2 separate regions of the Mus musculus genome follow, and region 2 is linked to region 1. The links are chromatin contacts, called in public HiChIP or PLAC-seq maps. All regions are on one chromosome and are shown on one strand. The core of a region is the stretch at or near the end of the contact, and the rest is flanking DNA. Distances in the headings are between cores, read along the strand shown. Region 1 overlaps Trak2 (trafficking protein, kinesin binding 2). Region 2 holds the start of Mpp4 (membrane protein, palmitoylated 4 (MAGUK p55 subfamily member 4)).

Evidence for each region. HiChIP or PLAC-seq counts read pairs in DNA pulled down with a chosen protein or histone mark.
Region 2: an HNF4G HiChIP or PLAC-seq map of pancreatic cancer cells shows a contact between it and region 1. The contact joins the promoter of Mpp4 here to the enhancer-like site in region 1. A contact is called at or near these places in 12 of 39 promoter capture datasets (the 3T3-L1 cell line, the C10 cell line, cranial neural crest and 8 more), 1 of 484 Hi-C or Micro-C datasets (cortical neurons), 3 of 115 datasets of contacts at active chromatin or transcription factors (acute myeloid leukemia, embryonic stem cells and pancreatic cancer cells) and 3 of 9 other capture datasets (embryonic stem cells, liver and macrophages).

Annotation. Positions count from the first base shown.
Region 1 is chr1:58,907,842-58,912,081 of GRCm38.p6, reverse strand. It overlaps Trak2 (trafficking protein, kinesin binding 2), which reads left to right. Exons shown (of 16, transcript NM_172406.3): 12 at 246-446; 13 at 1,834-2,132; 14 at 3,293-3,559. Among named protein-coding and RNA genes, the nearest start is that of Gm28802, 13 kb to the right of the region's middle. Within about 2 kb of position 2,296, at least 46 of the 459 cell types and tissues checked have an H3K27ac peak or open chromatin away from gene starts, as enhancers often do. A contact at or near this core is called in cortical neurons and pancreatic cancer cells, where this site is marked.
Region 2 is chr1:59,159,769-59,164,091 of GRCm38.p6, reverse strand. Mpp4 (membrane protein, palmitoylated 4 (MAGUK p55 subfamily member 4)) reads left to right here and starts at 2,456. Exons shown (of 22, transcript NM_145143.3): 1 at 2,456-2,560. It overlaps Als2 (alsin Rho guanine nucleotide exchange factor), which reads left to right. Exons shown (of 34, transcript NM_028717.6): 34 at 1-1,336.

The sequences.
Region 1 (4,240 bases), core at 1,047-3,546:
TGGGTGAGATCCCTCGGCATGGAAGGAAGGAGCCACAGGACAGAGCAATGACTGCCAGTCAGGAGTGAATCTGCTGCTGTGCAGATTGTCTTCCTGCAAGGGAGCTCTCCTGTATCACTTTTCTCAATTTCCCCAAACGAGAGTCCTCGGGGCAGACTTGTGCCTGGCTCTGTCTGTGAACAGCTCTCAGGAAGCGCTCCCCTGGCTGAGACTAACAGGAGTGCATGCTTCTTCCTTTCTGACAGGGCCCAGCAGAAACGGGTGTTTGATACTGTCAAGGTTGCCAATGACACTCGGGGCCGCTCTGTCACCTTCCCAGTCCTGCTACCCATCCCAGGCTCCAACCGTTCAAGTGTCATCATGACAGCAAAGCCCTTTGAGTCTGGTGTCCAGCCAGCAGAGGACAAAACACTCCTGAGCCCAGGGGGCAGCACAGAGGTTCCAGGGTAAGGCGGGGAAGAGGAGGGGGGCTGGGGTCTACATTCCTTATCGTGTTGGTATGCCAGATTCGAGAACTCAGACCTGGCCAACATCCCTCCACACTGTCCAGAAGGTGCTGCAGCCGGCAGTTCGCAGTGCATTCTGATGCCTACATCGTGCCACAGTGGTCTTAAGAGGCTGTGTGCATTCACTTGCCGTGTTCCTTCTACATCAGTTCTAAAATGCCTCCCAGTTTCAATGCTGCATCGTAGGTGGAAGTGCTTCAAAGACCTACGAGAAGCAGTCTTTTATAACTTAGAATCCTTGCTTTCTTTCAGATACACTGCATATTCAGAGACGTTTGTGGCTTTCACACCTTTCTCAGCTTTCTCAGCCTTGGTTGTCTGTCTTCCCCTCTTTCTCTCTCTCTCTCTCTTTCTCTCTCTCTTTCTGTCTTTTTTATTTTATTGTTATTTGTTGTTTGAGGTAGGGTATTTTCTTGTACAACCTAGGCTGCCATCAAAATCATGATTCTCCTGCCTCAGTCTTCTGAGTGCTGCAATTAGTGGCATGAATGTGCCACCATGCCCTACTCATCCTTTCTGTGATTAAAAGCATGTAGTAGTGTATAGCTAGCATTCACAGTTATATAAAGCAATGGTACCTCTTGCTCTCAGTAATAGAGTCTGTGAACTATGCTAATAGTAACTTTGGGAGTACCTGACCTGAACATAAAAGTAGACCACACCTGCAGTTTCATAATGAAATGAGATGGAGAAGTTAGCAAGAATAACATATTTTACTTTCTTAAGGTAATTGGAAATGATGTGTGTCTTAGTCAGGGTTTCTATTCCTGCACAAAGCACCATGACCAAGAAGCAAGCTGGGGAGGAAAGGGTTTATTCCACTTACGCTTCCCACATTGCTGTTCATCACAAAAGGAAGTCAGGACTGGAACTCAAGCAGGTCAGGAACCTGGAGGCTGGAGCTGATACAGAGGTCATGGAGGGATGCTGCGTACTGGATTGCTTGCTCAGCTTGCTTCCTTATTGAACCCAGGACTATCAGCCCAGGGATGGCACCACCCACAATGAGCTGGGCCCTCCCTGCTGGAACACTAATTGAGAAAATGCCTTACAGCTGGATCTCATGGAGGCATTTCCTTAAGGGAGGCTCCTTTCTCTGATAACTCCAGCTTGTGTCAAAAAGCCAGCCAGTACAATATGTTACAGTGATTGTTGTGATAACAGTATTGTTGATGATTTTGTTTGTTGTTATTTCTGTATTTTAAATAGCTAAGAAAACACCTCATTTTCAAGGTAAGTCTTTTTTAATGTCCAGCACTATAGAAAGGAGTGGTCTAGATTATTCTCACAATCTACAGTCTCATCATCAAATATGATTTTCCCACAGAAACTCGCAGCCCACAAACCCCCCAGGATCCCCTGAAGATAGTGATCTGGCTACTGCATTGCATCGCCTCAGCCTGAGAAGACAGAACTACCTAAGTGAGAAGCAGTTCTTTGCTGAGGAATGGGAACGGAAGATCCAGATCTTGGCTGAGCAGGAGGAAGAAGTCAGCAGCTGTGACGCCCCCACGGAGAACCTTGCCTCAGTCTGCACTGACCAGTCGGAGACCACGGACCTCGGCAGTGCCAGCTGCCTTCGAGGCTTCATGCCAGAGAAGTTACAGATTGTCAAGCCCCTAGAAGGTAATAAGCCAGGAACAGCTTTTAGAAGCCGTGTCTATGTTAGACGTCTCTCCTAGAATTGAGACCTGTGTTATGTTGGCACCCTGTGCACAGGCAGGCTGTGCTGTGCTGTGCTGTGCTGTGCTGTGCTGTGCTGTGCTGTGGTGCCTGCCACATAGCAGACAGTGAGTAAGACCTGAGTCACCAAGTCTTCAGCTATTTGTTCTTTTCTGACATTTTAATATCAGCGCAGCAGGGAAGTGGGAAGACTCTTACCTGACTTTTGCTACAGAATCCTGTAATAGCAGTTGCATGGTAGGACCAACAGGCTGAGATGAATGAAGAGGAGCAATTAGAGTGTCCCTGCCATAGAGGCACACAGTTACATCTGTACTCTTCTCCTTCCGTTCAGCTTTACCTAAAGCACAGCTTAAATTCAAAATAAATACCTGACTTATCAGATAGTAATGGTCCACAAATGATTCTCTAATTCTTGGCTTAAAAGTTCCTTTTAAAACAAAGGTTTAAAAAGGTATCCTGTAGACTCCTGCTTTGGTCCAAGTGTTGGTTAGCGTTGCTGATTTCAGGATGAAATTACCACAGTGACACAATTAGATGTGACATCCTGTACAAGGGCATGGGTTGCTCTTTCATCAGAGTCACATGGGCTGGAACCAAAGGGAAATGTTCTCCACTTTATCACCTGCGTCTCCCTTTCTTCCTGGCAGACCAAGGAAAGTAGGGTCATGAGCAAGCAGAGAAGTGCACAGGAAATTCAAGTTATTTCCCAACCTAAGCACCCAAGTTTTGCTTCCAAGATCATCAACTGTGCTGGGTGAATATTGTTTTTGCCACCTGGGAAGGAGCAGCCTGTCCCTGAAGTGGGTGGCCTCCTTCCTGCCTGAGCAGCCTGGGTCCTGTTTAAAACCCTTACTGGGTTTTTTTCTCCTCTTCTTTAGATGTCCCTTTGAAGACTGTCTTTTGAAATAGAAAACTTATTGCTCAGCCATTCCATGTCATGTTAATTTTTGACAGAGAGCTTAAATTTACAAATTTGAACAAAATGTCAAAACCAAATAAGTATCTGTATTGTTACTGTTGTTGCTCACACAATTCTAGCTTCTTCAAGATTGGGGATCTGTGGGAATGTAAAGCATGCCTGTCCTGCTTTGCTTGTTCAGGATCACAGACTCTGCATCACTGGCAGCAGCTTGCTCAGCCGAACTTGGGAACCATTCTTGATCCACGCCCAGGCGTCATCACTAAAGGCTTCACACAGGTGCCCAAGGATGTTGTCTACCACATCTCGGACTTAGAGGAGGATGAAGAAGAGGGCATCACTTTTCAGGTTCAGCAGCCTCTTCAACTGGAGCAGAAACCTGCACTGCCCACGCCAGTAACGGGAATCTTTCTGCCGCCCATGACCTCAGCGGGTGGACCAGGTACAGGTGAGAGGAGGTGCAGCTGAACATGGCCTCGTCGTAACCAGGACACTACATTGTCTGGCTGGGGTTTTCTGGCTACTGCTGCACAGTCTCAGTGGCGTTTATTCGTTAGTGGAGATAAAAGAATACAAACCCACAGCCCTGCTGACATTTCTGATTCCTCCCTCTCTCCTACCAGCCTGCAGAAGTGAGTTAGGCAGAGTCAGAGGTCAGGCGAGTCCGTGGTTTGCAAGCCTTTTGGTCTCAGGGTCCTTGATGCTATTGAAAAGTCCCTGAGAATCTCAGGTTTGTCTATATAGGTTATGTCTACTAAGTTAAGATAAAAACTGAGAACTTAAAAAAAAAATAACCCATTTAAAAATAAAAGTTCTCATGCAAATACTGGTTTCTGAAAAACAACTCTGTTGGATATAGTAAGAAAATGGTTTTGTTTTACAATGTTTACAAGTCTCTAATTTCTGACTTAAGTGAAGATTCTCATTATGAACTTCTGCATTTAGTCTGATGCAGTGTTTTATATGAGAAATGTGAAGAAAATACATTCTCAGAATAGTATGTAGCTAGAAAGGGGGGAGGAATTGTGGATGTTGTTTGCAGCCAGATGAGAAGCAGGTAAGTGGTAGTTCTTGAACAGTCACAGCAGTGTGGAAACCGTCAATGGGTTTTCATGGAAATGTGCTTGTC
Region 2 (4,323 bases), core at 1,207-3,706, 250 kb before region 1:
GAACAGTGTTGAATACAGAATGGACTTTTGTGCTATTTTGGTTGTAATTTCTGAGCCTTACTAATAATTAGAGCCCAGCATGGAAAACATACTGTATCATTCAAATGGAGACTGGAAAAGGAGATAGGGATAGAGTAGAGTCTTTGGCCTGTGCTGAGATCCACACACCTACTTAGAAAAGGAAACTGGTTACCCTTTCCTGTAGTGAAAGCTCTCAGCTCCATGCAGTTCCAGGAAACCTTTCCAGGAAAGCTGCTTAGATGAAAAGAAGTTGATGACTGTGTTTAAGCTCCTGGTTTGTCTAATTCCATTTGCAGTTACCCAATACCCTTTGGCAAGGAGCAGGTTTTACTTGAACTGAAGCAGCCATCCCTTGCCTTCCTAGACCTCTCCCAGGCACAAGTGCAGCATGCTACTTTGCTAGGGGTGGGGGTGGGGGAGAAGAAGTTTTAAACTGTAGTTTTAACCTTTTGTAAGCCCCTTTACCAAGGCATTTGTGGTCAGAGAGCTCCCACGGGGTGACTATGACATCCTGGTCCCCTCGTGGAATGCATCCACATAGGATCTTCTGCCTGCTGACTGAAAAGAACATAGGAATACACTGGAGTGCAAACACTGCCGTGCCAAGCTGCTCCAAACCTCACTGATCCGAGGCCCACTGCCTACCCAGGAGGCCCGTAAGCTTCTTAGCACAAGCTTTGTGTGGAGACTGAAGATCTGCACATGTGAGGAAGCAGGGAGCTACAGTGGCCCTCAGCCCAGTCTGCGGGTCTTCCCTCTACCTCACACTGAACTCAGAAGGGAAGGAAGGAGAGACGCACATGGGATTCTCCCACCTCAGAAGTATTGTGACAGCACCGCATAACCACGGTTTGCTCTTTTACAAGCAGCCTCACAAGTGTGGGTTGTGGGTGTGCGCTGGAGCAGTGCCACTCGTAGCTGTTTGGATACCACAGGTGCTCTTCTGTCTCATCTGCTGTACTCGGAGGCGAGCGCAGTGGCCTGACTCATGGGAAATGACTCAGCAGGCGGCAACTACTTTTGAAAAGGATCATGATTTCCGAGCTACTTTATAATCAAGACAAGCATTTGTTAACATACTGTTTTGGAATGTTGGCTGTAATGTAACAGCAGTTTTCATAATAAATGACATTCATCTCTACGAAGCTGTTCTATGACTGTGGAAGAAATGACATGGGGCAGACTGTACTTTAAAGAGTGCTCAGTTTACAGTATTCTTTCTCCACATTGTAATCCATGCCTCAGACCTCAGGAACCCCTGGGGTTTTTAATTCACTTAACTACTAGCCAATTTCTGGCAAAGAGCAAGTTAATTCTGATCCCGATAACCCAGAGACAAAGGTCTCCAAGGAAAACTGCTGCTGTGAGTAAGACAGTTGTGGGCTTTGTTTTTGTTTAGGGAAGGGCTAGAGGAACAGGTTTAGGAGGATAGCACTGTCCGCATCTCTCCGCCTACCGTCTTCTGCCAGGCCGAGCTGCTCCCTGTGGAGAGGGACCAACTCTTTCTCATTTCGCATATTTTTAGTTTGTGAGCCAAGACACAAATGCCAGATTTGGCTAGTAAAGCCAAAGTAATTGAACACCTACCTCCTTCAGAGAAAGATCAGGAGGGGCTAATAGTGGGAATGGATGGAAACTTGGACAATAGGACCAGAGAAATTCTCAAATGGCAGCATGCCATCTCACATCTCTGAGAACCCGTTGCAATTCAATCTTCTAATTTCAGTTTTAAGAGAAGCTGCCTAACCACTGTATTTTCCTCATTCTACACAGTTCTTGAGTTGCAGCTTAAAACAATAAATTTTCATGTGTGTGTGGAAAACCCTAAATCTCCAGGCACTGTCTGTGACTAGAAATACCAGCACCTATGTAACTCACAGCAGCCCTCAGCAGTGCCAGTCTGGGGGCTCCCTTTCCCTATCGGTGAATAGCTATAGTTTGCTGTGTCTGCGCTGGGACTCCAACCCAGAGCTTCCCGACTTTCCTCTACTCTTTCCCACTGCCTATGCCCCGCAGATGTGTTCTGCATTAGGCCTTGAAAAGCTGAAGTTAAGAAAAGTAAAAGCCTCTGGTGGGTGTAGTGGCACACCTTTGTAGTCTGAGCCCTTGAGGGTGGAGGAAGTTCAGTTATCCTTGGTTATACACACAGTTTGAGGCTACCGGGGCTACATAAGACTCTGTCTCAAAAAAAAAAAACAAACTAAAAGTAGGAAAGATTTGAAGGGGGGCGATTGGTGTTTGTTATCTGGAAACAGTCAACAGAAATATTAAGGGCTTGTATGGGAGTGTAGTACTCATGTGAGAGAAAGCTCACTGTGGTGGAGGATAATGTAAATGAGATGTTCCCTTGCAGGGACAGCTAGGGCTGCTGCGGAGGCTTAGAAGAGGTCCAGGGTTAGCCTGCAAGGGCAGGATTATGCCAAAGAGGATGCACAGAGCTTTTCTCTAGAGCATCAGGTGACTGGCAGCTAGCAGCCTCCTGGTGCTTCCTGCTTGCTTCTCTCTTGCCAGGAGCAACACTGTGTTTTCATCCTTGCAGGTAAGAGTCTGCTCGCAATGCCGCATTTCCAGAAGGCACCAGCAGCAGCTACAGATAATCGTGGGTAGTCTGTGTTAAAGTGGTTGACTGTCCTACAGTACCATCTCTTAAGCGTGGCACAGTGCGTTGTCAAAGAGTTCAAGTGAAACTGTCCCATCTTCTGTGAGGGCCTTGGATGCAGAGGAAGCCAGCAGGCCATTTCTCAGGGAGGGTTGCATATGGGCTTTTTCAAGATTTCCATATTGAAAAATACTTTAGAAAACAAGCCTAGTGGGTAAGAGGTCAGGACTTTGAATAGCAATTGTTTTAAAGCAGAAGGAAATGCTTTAAATGTTTTAATTATAATGTTTAATTACAATTTAATTGTGTGTGTGTGTACGCTTGTGTGCAAGTGTGCGCGCATGCGTTTGTGGAAGCCCTGGTGCTTGTGGAGGTCAGAGAACAACTGAAAACAGCTCCCTCCTACCATGTGGGTTCAAAGTCATCAGACTTGGCAGCGAATGCATTTCCTGCTGAGCTACCCCAGAGACCCAAAGCTGAATTTTAAGGTAATGCTGCGTACATTCCAGGTATTCATGGTGACCACTTGCTTTATAACACAGTTTTTAATTGCCTTTTCTTATTCCCTACCTCTTTACCCTATAAATCACCTGTCTAGAATCCTTCATTCTGGCGCAATTCAAACCAAGGCACTTAAACACATAAGGTTATTATTTAAATCCACATAGTGCCCCACCAGTAATAAAAAGGATAAGGTAAAGAAAGATATAGCTTAGCTGGTAGAATGCTTGTGTGGCATATGTGAAGTCCAGGGTTCAGTTCCCAGCACCACATAAACCATTTGTGGTCACACATGCCTGTCACACAACCCCAGCCCTTGGGAGGTGGAGACCGGAGGATGAGAGCATCTGGTGATCCTTGACTAGAGAGAAAGTCTGAGGCCAGCATGGACTACATGGGACTCTGTCACCAAACAAACAGGAAACCAACCAAAAGCAAGATAGCTGAAAACAGCTCCCTCCTACCATGTGGATACTGTGTATTTAAGCGTGTGAGTGTGGATAGATAGCACAGAAGCACACATGTGAGCCTACACAAAACCCTGAAAGGATGTAGCAACTTTGAATGCAGGAGTAAATAGACTCCAGGAGTGCTGTGCTGTAGTGGTTTCCTGAGTCACAAGCAGGATTAGCGCTGATAGAATGATTTTCTGATTTGGTAGACTACTTGGTAAGGTTTAATGTGCAATGTGTTAATTCTTCAATTATGATGGTAGCGTTTCTTCAAATTTATTGGTTTCTTGCAAACTATTTTGTGTTTGTAAGAAGAAACTTTGTTTGTTTGTTTGTTTTTGTGTTTTTTAAGACAGGGTTTCTCTGTGTAGCCCCAGCTGTCCTGTAACTCGCTCTGTAGACCAGTCTGGTCTTAAACTCACAGAATCACCTGCCTCTGCTTCCTGAGTGCTGGAATTAAAGGCGTGCGCCACCACTGCTTGAAAAGTTGAGTTATACATTCAGGTCATTCTGGGGTTGATTTATGTTTGTTTCTTCAGTGACATGAAGTTAGACACTTGCACATTCTGCAGGGACAGTGATTATCTATCACATAGAACAAGTTCTAAGCCTTTCCCTGAGACCCCTACCTTCCCTTTGCCCTTGCCTCCTTCGCCCTGTCCTCATCCTGCCGGCTGAGGTATAAACATGACAGCTGGAAATGCACCATCTTGGAGCAGATAGATGAGTGCTATGTGCACCCCAGGGCTG